Regions from separate parts of the Anser cygnoides genome. Here region 2 is linked to region 1. A link is a contact called in public Hi-C data. All regions are on one chromosome and are shown on one strand. Each heading gives the region's core, a stretch centred on a gene start, on an enhancer-like site or on the middle of the called end of the contact. The rest is flanking DNA. Distances are from core to core; before and after follow the strand shown.

What was found. Hi-C and Micro-C count contacts between places; a contact is called where the count stands out from the background.
Region 2: a contact with region 1 is called in a Hi-C map of liver, with 1.7 times the contacts expected there. The contact joins the promoter of SLC13A4 here to the enhancer-like site in region 1. A contact is called at or near these places in 2 of 7 Hi-C or Micro-C datasets (granulosa cells and liver).

Annotation. Positions count from the first base shown.
Region 1 is chr1:63,251,672-63,257,234 of Taihu_goose_T2T_genome, forward strand. No RefSeq gene overlaps it. Among named protein-coding and RNA genes, the nearest start is that of MTPN, 15 kb to the right of the region's middle. Within about 2 kb of position 2,575, at least 1 of the 3 cell types and tissues checked has open chromatin away from gene starts, as enhancers often do.
Region 2 is chr1:63,428,423-63,433,985 of Taihu_goose_T2T_genome, forward strand. SLC13A4 (solute carrier family 13 member 4) reads left to right here and starts at 3,194. Exons shown (of 16, transcript XM_013173074.3): 1 at 3,194-4,668. The coding sequence starts at 4,570. It overlaps FAM180A (family with sequence similarity 180 member A), which reads left to right. Exons shown (of 3, transcript XM_013173073.3): 3 at 1-3,093. The region is part of intron 1 of LOC136790966 (a long non-coding RNA gene); the gene reads right to left.

The sequences.
Region 1 (5,563 bases), core at 1,325-3,824:
CCCTGTAAGACCACATCATCTGTAGTGTGAGCCCTCTGTGGCAGCTGTTCCTCTAACAAATATAAATATGGAGGTTGAAAAACCTTCATTGAATCACTCTATATTATCAGATGCAACAAATTGTACTTCTGAAGAATGATCCAGTGTAAAGGAACATGGGTCATCAAAGTAAAAAGAATTACTACATTTTCAAACCCTGACATATTATCTATCATTCAGTAAGTAAATCTACAAGCATGTGAGTTTGTTGTTGTTATTGCTTTTTGTTTGGTTGGATTTGGTCTAGGAAATTTAGTTCAAGATAAAACTATATGTCATGGTTCACTTCAAATTTGAGACAAAAATGAATCAGGGTGTTTTTTTTTAAATTGTGAAGCAGGACCTTTAAATGCGTGACCTCTACTTGCCAGTAAAGAGAGTACAGGACTATTTCAATGATTATCTGCACAGAGGAAACTACAACAGTTCCTCGCACAGGTCTTTTCCCGTCTATCCATACGGTGAGAACAAGAAAGTTATTATGAACCCAGAGCATTGAATTTAGCTCACCAAAAAGTATTCCTTCAGAAAGTTATCAAGTAACGTTTTAGCAAAGCTTGTAATGGTAACTTAGAGAAGCTAGCATAGAACTAAATAGCCCTTCAAATCCATTTATCAAAGTAGTTACATTTCTCATTTTAAGGCAAGTGACAGATAATAAATATAGGTCAAAGAAAACTAGTCAGTAGATAAAACACTGTATTCGATTAAAAAAATAAGTACAAAACAGCATTATACATTTTATAATCTCTTCACAGCTCTACTTATTTATAAACTGAGCTTTGTTTTCCATGTTGAAGTTTGCCAGCTATAACATCACAGAGCTATAACCTCTGGGGGAATTTCGTAGGAAAAAAAAACAACCAAACAACAACAACAACAAATGAGAATGAAGATCCATAAAGACAAGAGATGGTTCCAGCCACAGCCCAGAAACCAAGTATGAATCCTTTCAGATTCTGTGGACATCAAAAATGAGATCCCATTTTGGTAGAATATATAACTGCTTTTGTTAAACAAATTTATGCTAGAAACTAGGTTCAGTCATTCTTCTGATGAGCCTATGCAGACCTCTCAGATTTCTTTTTTTCTGCTGTGCAAGAGGAAGCACTTCAGCTTCTCACCTGATGGGAGGCACTTCTGGTGCTGGGAAAAGCCACAGCAGAGGCCTGGAGTTGCAGATTGTGCCACTTACAGGGCAATGTTTCGTCCTAGATCTTGTTGGTAACCGGCTCCTTCACAGCAGCACAGTGTCTCTACTTCTCCTCCACTTCATGACCTCAGCCCATGACCTCATAGGCCTCTCCTCCACAGTTGCCCTTGAAAGGGAGATTGGGTTGATGCAAAACAAGCCCTGCAAATATGGGAGACATAAGCCCATGTTGTGGGGAGGTGTGAAGGAGGAGACAGGTGAACAAAGATGCACGTGCTGAGAGGACCAGACTTGACAGGAGTGCAGGTGTGTTCTCAGGACAAAATAAATGGTGGTGTCAATAACCCTTCATGCCCTCATTGAATGTGAATCCTTTGCAATGCAAAAAGACCTGGAGGTAACAACAGGAGGTGTTATTTTCACCCTCCCTAAATGGTTTTAGTGAATTTGGTCCCTTTATGTGACCAGCCCTCTTTTTAAACCTGACAGCAAATCCGTATTTTTCTGGAGTAGAAGTCTGCCTTTTAATAACAATCTTCCCATTATTGTAGGTTTCATTATGTACTTTGTCACTGGTAGCTACCTGATCTTCCATTCCTATAGTATGAATTGAAAAGTTCCCTTCAAACTCTGGAAACCGGGGGAGGGATATTGTATCCTCTAGCAGGCTGGGGATTCTTGACCACTAAATTTGCAGGGATTTTATTTGATAACCCATCATCATGCTAATAGACTTTTAAAATGTCACGTTACATTTTCACTTAATTTTTCAGGAAAATTAATTCCTTCAACATCGGTATACTACAGAGAAAATTTTAAATGTTCTATCTTTTCAAAAGTTCATGCTTGATTTTTTATTAGAGATTATTTGTAATGCATGGATAGAAGTCCTAGCTTTTTATCTGGAAATAACAAATATTAAAGCTCTATACAAAACACTGCATGAAAATCCTACAGCTTGTCAGATCTAAATGGCTTAATGCAAATGCATTATTTTTATAGATCCATGCACATTCTCCAGCATCTGAAAGGTTTGGGTAATTTTCAGTCAGGAAAATGTTTTAGACACAGTTTACACAGTAAATACTAATAAATCAAAAACAGGCAATGGGAGAAAACGTGCATTTATATGTGAATTAACTACAAATTTGCTTACTGGAAGGCCAGGAGAAAAACTGAAAGACATGAGAATCCTTTGGGTTTAGTTTCACATTCCAAGCAAAACTCTTTTAAAAATATCATGCTAATTTGTCTGTGGTGTCATTCACAGGGGTGCAAATTAGAAAAAGTATGGCCAATTTTTTTCCCCCTTCTGTACAGCACGACTTTCAGACATGCGTTGTGCTGCACAGAGTCCTTGGCTGCAGGATAAACTCAGTCAGCCTTCTGTACAGGAGGATCCTGCAGGCAGCTCCCACTCAGTGATTTCATCACCTGTGTGGCCTTGCAGCTATCAAAAAGTGCAGGAAGAAGTCCCCATGAGAACTTCCTTTTTGTTGTTGTGTTCTTATAATGAAATTATATATTACCTTGAACGGCCCAAAGGGAGAGCTTCTCTCCACGGACAAGATCTGCTCTGCTATGTGCAGCACACTGCAGAAAAATCCATCAGGGCTCTGTCTGATGCTGCACAAACATGGAGCGTCCAGCATCTGAAAGAAGATAAGATTTATTCACTATCTACATTGCTCTTCTTATTCTGTCTTATTAAAGCAATTACTTTATTAAGCCACTTGTTGTCTGGCCTTTCCTATAGAGATCCAGACAGAGCCATTCACACTGCCCTTCTCTCTTCTCACCCCCCCCCCACCCACTCTGGTGCAGAACGCCTTCCAAGGGCAATAAACAGCAGCTGAAATTCAGTCTAACAGCATCTCATTTTAAAAAGTACAAAATCGCTATGTCATTCCCCAAATATATCTCCACACTTTCTCCCATAGTGATGGGTTCTCTAAAATTAATGCTTTAAATTGCATTGAATGGGGTAGTAAGAGCTGACCATCGCCTCCTTTCACTCTGACAGGAAGACAATGTTGAATCTATCCATTTGAAATACGTACTAGCAGTTTACTGTCAGGATACCACTGCAGCTCATTACAGGTGCTGTGCTGACATCAATAAATTAACTCTTTATGTTTCCTTGAATTTGAATTGCTCCATTAAGGACTGCAGAGAAAAGCATATGACTTCCAAATAAAGTGTCCTGTATCTTTTTGTATACACAATGAATCAAAGTTAGGGAATTATATGTTTTATTTCAGGTTCACTAGTAAAATAAACAAACATTTCAAAACATCAGTACAGATTAAATCCATTTCTAAGATTCTTAGAAAATGGATTTACGCTACCATCAAACACAACTCATTGGATATCTATCTGCTAGCAAGCCTAAATCTGGACTTATCCTTTTCCTGTATCTGACTTTTTTTTTTTTTTTCTTCCCTCAGAGCAGCTGTGAACAGTCATTTTAGTTACGGCTACCTGTCCATCATCCCAATTCTTCTTAAGTTTACTGAATTTTAGCCAGTGGTTAATAATGGTAAAGTTGACAATAATCAGTCTGGTGCATCCTAATTTAGAAGTGCCTGACCTTGCAGTAGTAATCTACCTTCATCCTACTCATCCTGAGCAGGTAAAGCCTACTTATCATGGTCAAAACCACTCCACAGATACTACTATATACTTGAGTTACAGAATCTCCTGACTCAGAAAATCTTGATAGAATATGTTTAAAATTACTAGCCCAAGGTTATACAAGTAGATAATGTCAAAACTGCCAATGGATTACTGATGTTTCTTATCTCCAATCCAATGATAGATCCATTAGTACTGTGTATTAAACAGAGTTTTAATTCAGATACTCTTCTCTTGATATCATATAATACTGTTTTGAAATACGAGTTAGTACTCTTATTTTTATGTCAGATGATCGCAGAGCAAAATTCCCCTTATCATAAACAAATGGAGCAGTTACTTGCTGATGGTACTGTGGAATATTATACAGGAAGTTCAGTTCTGCTCCAAAGCTGCAGTTTACTAAGTTAATACTTCTGATACCATAGCTGGTTCATAACAAGGTGGAACAGCAGCAAATTCCATTTAAACCTGAATCTATTAAAGCAGTAGTTAGGTTCCACAGTGACAGGCTATTTACTGTTACTGAAAGTACATTTCCACACTTCTTCTTATTTGCTCTTGTAACTTGCATAGAAAACCTTATTTCCCTCTCAGGTGTTCAGACATTGGCGCAATGAGATTTTACATCATTATCCACTCCAATGGGTCTTCTAATCAGAAACATTTTCTCAAATACAGGAAGACATCTCCTACCAATTTCAGTATCTGTAATACAGACAGGAAACATTAATATCCTCGTGGATCCCTTCCAACTCAGGATATTCTATGATTCTATATCAGGCTAAGGAAATCTGGAACTTTTGAATTTTTGAAGCAGAACTGCCTGTGTTAAAGTCACTATCAAGAGAAATATCTGTATGTACTGACATTAAACTTTCTAAAGCCACATTCATTCTTATAAAGTAAAAGCTGGAAAAAAAAAAAAAAGTTAACTTTTTAGAAGTAGATGCACATTTAGTAGTAAGATTATTTTTTCTATTAGTAAAGTAAATGTAGCCAAAAGGATTGTGAATGGAAAACTGTTGCAGCATCTGGGAATTTGATGGGGCTGATCTGCTGAGACATAAGTCACTGGAAAAGCAGTATGAATACCTGCTTGTTACAGCAATTCTTATGTAAGCAGATAGATATGGAAGGTCTAAATGCACAGAGTAGGAACATGATTAATGATCAAAGGAAAAACAGGTTTTGGGACACCATACTTTTTTTGTACTCACAGGAATAGTATTACAGCATACAGAAATCTGCATGCAGAGTCAGTGCATGCATGTACATATTTACATAACCTATGAGTACTTGTATGCATACAGGCATGTTTCATAATTACCAGCAAAGGGGTAGGATAAATAACAAAAATTATGTCTTCATTTGATATTATAATAGAGACATCCTCTTTGTATATATACACTGCTACGTGATGTATATGTGCAGAGCAATGCACCAAAAGCACATGTGCGCACACACATACACGCTTCTACATAGATCCAAAAGATGTAACTGCTGCTTTACACCAGGTCGGGATAGGGCTTGGAGCAACCTGGAGTAGTGGAAGGTGTCCCTGCCCATGGTAGGGGGGTTGGAATTATACAATCTCTAAGGGTCTTTCCAACCCAAACTATTCTGTGACTCTGTGTGATAGCATCTCTTTTGTTCCCTACCTCTTTATCACTGGTAGATCAAGTCAATCTAAATTCATGAAAAACTGATCCTGAGATCTCAAAGGACTTTGTAAAG
Region 2 (5,563 bases), core at 1,944-4,443, 180 kb after region 1:
ACATGATGCTTATGCTCACATACTTATGTGTATGTGCTGGAAAATGCTGCTTTCCTAGCTGGGAAAACAAGTTCATATTTCAGCTGCCCAGTAAAAGAATATTAAAAAGAGTTGCAAAGGTCCTCTGTGAAAGGGAGAGGATTCGTTACTGTCAGCCTCCAGAAATTACGGAAAATATATTAATTCCAAATATTCTTGTAAATAAGCACTGTCTGACTCACTTCATTTGGCTGAGCCAATTTTTAATCACAATAACATTTGTAGAAGACAAAGGGCATTGTGAACACCAGCAGCAAACAATGCCTGTGAACATATTCCCTGCTCCCCAGAACTGCCCTTCCAAACAGTCTGCAATGACTCTTTCACTGTTTGCACATGACTTTGCTTCTGCTCCTTTGTTTTTGAATAGAACGTGGATTTGTCCTCAGTGGAGTCAAAGGCAAAACAAAAGCCCTGTTTAATTTAACAATGACAATATTTTCCTGATTCTATCACTTGAACACATATCATCTAAACTAGTGCTTCAGAATCCCTCTGAGGCAAGGGAAGAAGGTGGATTAAAACATACCTGGTGCTGAATTCATCAGTGTGGCTCATTTTTGATTGTAAATTAAACTGTTCACCTGTGTATATGTGTGTGCATGTTTGTGCATGTGTCTGTATGTATGCGCATGGAATAATTCTTTTTATTCACTCAGGGAACAATTATATCCAACCATCTAGCAGAAGAGGCTGTTCATCAGTCCAGCATTGGAAATCATGAATTTGTGAACAAAGGAAAAACAGTACTTGTTTATAGCAAAACCTGTTTGTAGAATTAGTGCAGTAGATTATTACAAATTGGAAAAAAAAATATATATCATGGAAGATGTGGCTGTAATGGACAGGAAAAGGAGATCTATCTTGTGACACAGGTGACTAGCAATGAAAGATCTAAATCTAAACTTTTCTACAGCAAACCCACAAATTTTTGTCAACAAGTTATACAAATGCTGTTTCTCCATCAATATTAAACGTGTTTCTTCTTCCAGAGTATGGGGAAAAAAAAGCTGAGCATATTTCATTCTTTCATACCAGCACTCTCTATCTATTTACAAAATATCTTAAGGAGATTGGTTCAAATCACAAAAACATGAGACTCTACAGGGCAGCTGAAGACCCTAAACCCAGTTCTGAGACATGTTTAATTGCTTCTGTATCACTTGAACAAAGGAGCAATAAACTCCATGTCCTTTAACAAGGATACTCCAAGGACTGGAGCTGAAAAAGTCCATCCAGCATCACCTGGTTGTAGCTAACCAAGTGGCTGCAGCAAACCAACATTGCAAGCAGTCAGAGCATATTGGGCTTGGCAATCACCCATGGGAATGTGGAACTGCAGCGGCCTTAGGGGCAGGCTAGAAATGGCATAAATAGCTGGAAAAAGGGCATATAAAAGTCAGAGTCAATCCTGTTCCTCCCTAGCAGTTACAGTATCAACATGCATGGGTGTACATCATTGCATGTATACACACATATGTGTAGATGCATTTTTACACCTGAAGACTTTTGCTGGCCATCTTCAAAACCTTACTGGTTTACATAAAAGGAAACTGGAAACCTCAGCCACAAATATATCCATTTTCTGTACTTGCACACACAGTTCAGCACCCTCAAAGCAGCCTTGTGCTACAACTCACATGCCTTTTAAAGCCTTCAGCATAAACTGTTGATCTGTTTGTGTTTTCTTCCTACCCTATGCTTTACAAACAGGGGGAGAGGGAATGCCAGACATTCCTGCCTTTCGAGCTCTACTGATTCTTGGCTCCCTGAATCACTGCTTGCTGGAAGAGCCTGGAACAGCAACTCTTAAATCCCTCACAGCCAGTGACTCCAAATATGCAAAGAACAGAAAAGAGCACCGCAGCAAGTATTAGTTGCTGGCAGTGATCATCCACAGAAATACTTCCCAGCTACCCTCCTCATCCCACAACAGAACTGTAAAGCAGTGAGGGTTTAACCATCAGTAAGTATCATAGGCTCTTTGGAAAAGAATTAGAGATAGTTATGAAAGATGGGTAATCATCCCCTATGGTGTACATACCTTGCAAATTGGTAGTTGAAACCTTTATCTCCTGAACAGAAAATAAAATATTTCTGAGTTTGTTTCAGCCCTTGCATTACTCTGCGTAGTGTAGGAAAAGAGATTTATTCCTCAGGAATGTGCTTGGACTGCCCAAGTTAATTTAACAGAAAAACGTTAATGTAATAATAAAGATATTTTGCATAAAACTAACTGTTTATCCATTGTATTGATTTCAGCAGCAGATTTGCTATTTAATGACTGGCAGAAAGGAAAACAGGTTATTTCAGTCTGTGAAACTGTGCAATCAACAGTACAGGAGAGAAGAGGGCATAGCTCTTCCCTCTAAGGAGCAGGATGAGGTAATAAATGGGAACAAGGGTGTCTCCTTTTTCCAGAGTTCTTGTGGGAAGGAACACTCTGCCTCAGGGCAGATCTCTGAGTTTAGGGCAGCTTCCCTCCCTTAGTATTGCTTAAGATGCATGTGCAGGTTGTCTGCTCCTAAAAGAGAAAGATAGATAGAAGATTGTTGGCTATCCCTAGCTCAGCTTTCTTCTCATTTCTTCAGACTGAGTCATGTTTACAGATGGTCCTTCTTTCATGGAGTAAAAAGTCATTGTCTCTAATATAAAATTTTATCCAGCCTTTGACCTTCCAGATCTTGAAAAAGTGAAATAACACATTTTAAATTTATAATAATGATAATAAATTTTGAGTATTTTAATAATTCTTTTGGGTTTTGTCTTGTTTTTGTTTGTTTGTTTGTTTGTTTTGGTTTGGTTTGGTTTATATATTTTTGTAAACCAACTGCCAAAAAGAGACATAAATTCCCTGGCTGGATTGTACAACCCAAAATCTTCACATGAATTAAATTTTTGCTTCCAGATCTAATTGCTAAACTTGCCTGAAGGCTCTCAAGGTGCTGTTGCTTGACATTAGTTTCAAGGCATAGAAACATTACATAGTCTCAGATACAGTTATGAATTTTAGGAAGAATTCAAGCTGCACATCAGACTCATACACTGAGGCAGTCTCATCTGGCACAGGTCTGCCTTTTCCAGTCCTCCAGAACTCAATGTCACAGTAGTATCCCAGCTCAGCTGGGGGAGCTCATCTTTTGTCTGATTAGCAGAGTGTGGGGGGACAATAGGCAAGCTGAATAAGTTTGGGAGCATGGAAAACCCCAGGTGCATAACTTCTAGTGAGATCCAGGGCAAATGGATGTCTGCAGGTTGTACCTGGGTCAATGTATTCACTCATAATTCTGCAGTACTTTCTCTTCCACAAAGAAACCACTGAAGAGCAGTAGAAATGTTCCTCCAAAAGACCAGAGTAGAGAGCCTAAAAATTCTGAGTTTGAATCGGGATCCTAGTGTTACTGAAGGCACATGAATCAATGTCCATGCTTTATGAATAAGAGGCATTCAAGGGTCAAGATGAAAAAACCATGAAAGACAAAAGGTACTGTCCAGAAAACAATGATTATTTGTTTATCAGTACTGGAACCTTGAAACAATAACAAACCGTTCATCAATTGAAAAAAAAATAAAAAAATCTTTTTCAACATTTGTGTATGTGTCAGAAAGAGGAGTCTGCTGATTTTCTCAAAATTTGTGACTGCGTTTTGGATAATGGGTGGAGCAAATACAGTATTCTGCAGTCCTCATTGGCGAATTAAAGGGGTGGGGAAAAAAAAAAAAAAGAACAAACCCTTTTAAGATTTTTTTTTTTTTTTTAATCTTGAGACCAAGTATAATCTGTGTTGGAATTGCTACCCTGTGAATTCCAAGCTCGGGGCAAAAGTGGGCTAAAGGTAGATTCAAAGTAGAAGCCAAAATTATAGCAGAGACAAAATCTGAACAGAGAAGATATAAGGAGTTGGAGTTAGTTGGTTTTTGTTTGTTTGTATGTATGTTTGTTTGTTTGTGTGTGTTTGTGTTTGTTTGTGTTTTTTAAGAAAAAAATACAATTAATTATTTTCCAGCAGAACAGAAACATATGTTTGAGACATTCAGACTAATTAACAGGAGAAAAAGAAGCATCCCAAAAGATATCTCATCCAGTCTATGAAATAGGAGTTACATTGCTGGAAATCAGATGATAAAAGAAAAAAAAAACTTTCAAAACACGTGGGTAAGGATGAAATACAGCTATATCTGTGATTCTGAATTAGAAGAAAAAATGTCAAAAGACCATTATGCTCCAATTTACAAAACTCTGCCTGCTATGTTGTGATAATCATTTGGATGTGCTGATGAGCCCTACATAAACTGAATGCCTTTTTAATAGAAAAATCATTAGGGTTTCTTTTCAAAACAACAGCAAGAATAATAAGCAAATTAAGAAAGCTGTTTGAATTGATTTGGTGGAAATAGGAAACGAGGCAGAGAGAGCCCTTTCAGGGAAATCCAGGCAAAGGTGAAGGAAAATGTGGAGTGGAAACTGGACTATCTGAGGAACCCAAGAAGAAACCCAAGGAGAAGAAAGCCACTGGGAATTAAAGGAATATGGCAATGGTAAAGGAGATTCTCCGATCCAGAAATCTCTTACTCGTGGTTTTCATTCCACTTCTGCTGCTTCCTCTGCCACTGTTATACACCAGCAGTGTAAGTACATTTTCTTTTTCTTTTTCACAAACCTCTGAGTACAGTAGGCAGTTTTGCTGGATAAGATTGCAGTAGTCAAAAAGTAAGGCAAGGATTGAGAACAAACAAACAAAACACAACAAAAAATGCTCTTAGAAAAAAGGGCTCGAATTTGAAGTAGTGTGAAATACAAGTCATTGAGCAGTCATCACAGTAACAACCAGAGATAGCATGAGTAATGTCACAGGCAGAGCTGAAGAACCAGGTGAAGCACTATTTTAAGGCAGAGACACAGTATCTCTTCTTTTTCTACAACAGTGTTTGGGTGGAAGTGGAAAACAGAACATTTCCAATAAAATTTTCTTTAGAGAGAGGTGTTTAAAATGAATACTTCCAGTGTTTTAGTTTTTAATAACAAGTATCCATGGATGGACTTTAAATTGGATGTGAGTTTAGAGGACAGCTTTTCAAGTGAGTGAGGAACTAGGACTCAATGACAGACATGTAGGACGAAACATGGCATCCACTACTGGCTACAACTCCTCTCTGTGCATGTCTCTGCAGTTGTCAAACATTTAAAAAAAAAAAAAAAAAGTTTCCTACCTTATAGAGATGGTGATGTTTAACTTATCAGCATTTGCAACATGTTAAATATTCTGCAGCTGTGGCTTCCACAGAGCTAGACATAAATCTGGTGCAGCAATTTCCATTCCTTCCTCTACCCTGTTAAAGATTAATTCTTCCTTCTAGCACCAGAGGATTTATGAATACTACTACTTTATCAAATTGAAATGCAAAGGATTAGAAATTGTATAGCAATTTTCAAAATTAAAGCTATAGGTTTTTATTGGGAAGGAAAAAACAGGATTCACAGAAAGGAAATGCTAGTACAAATGATACATTGCAGTATGAATGA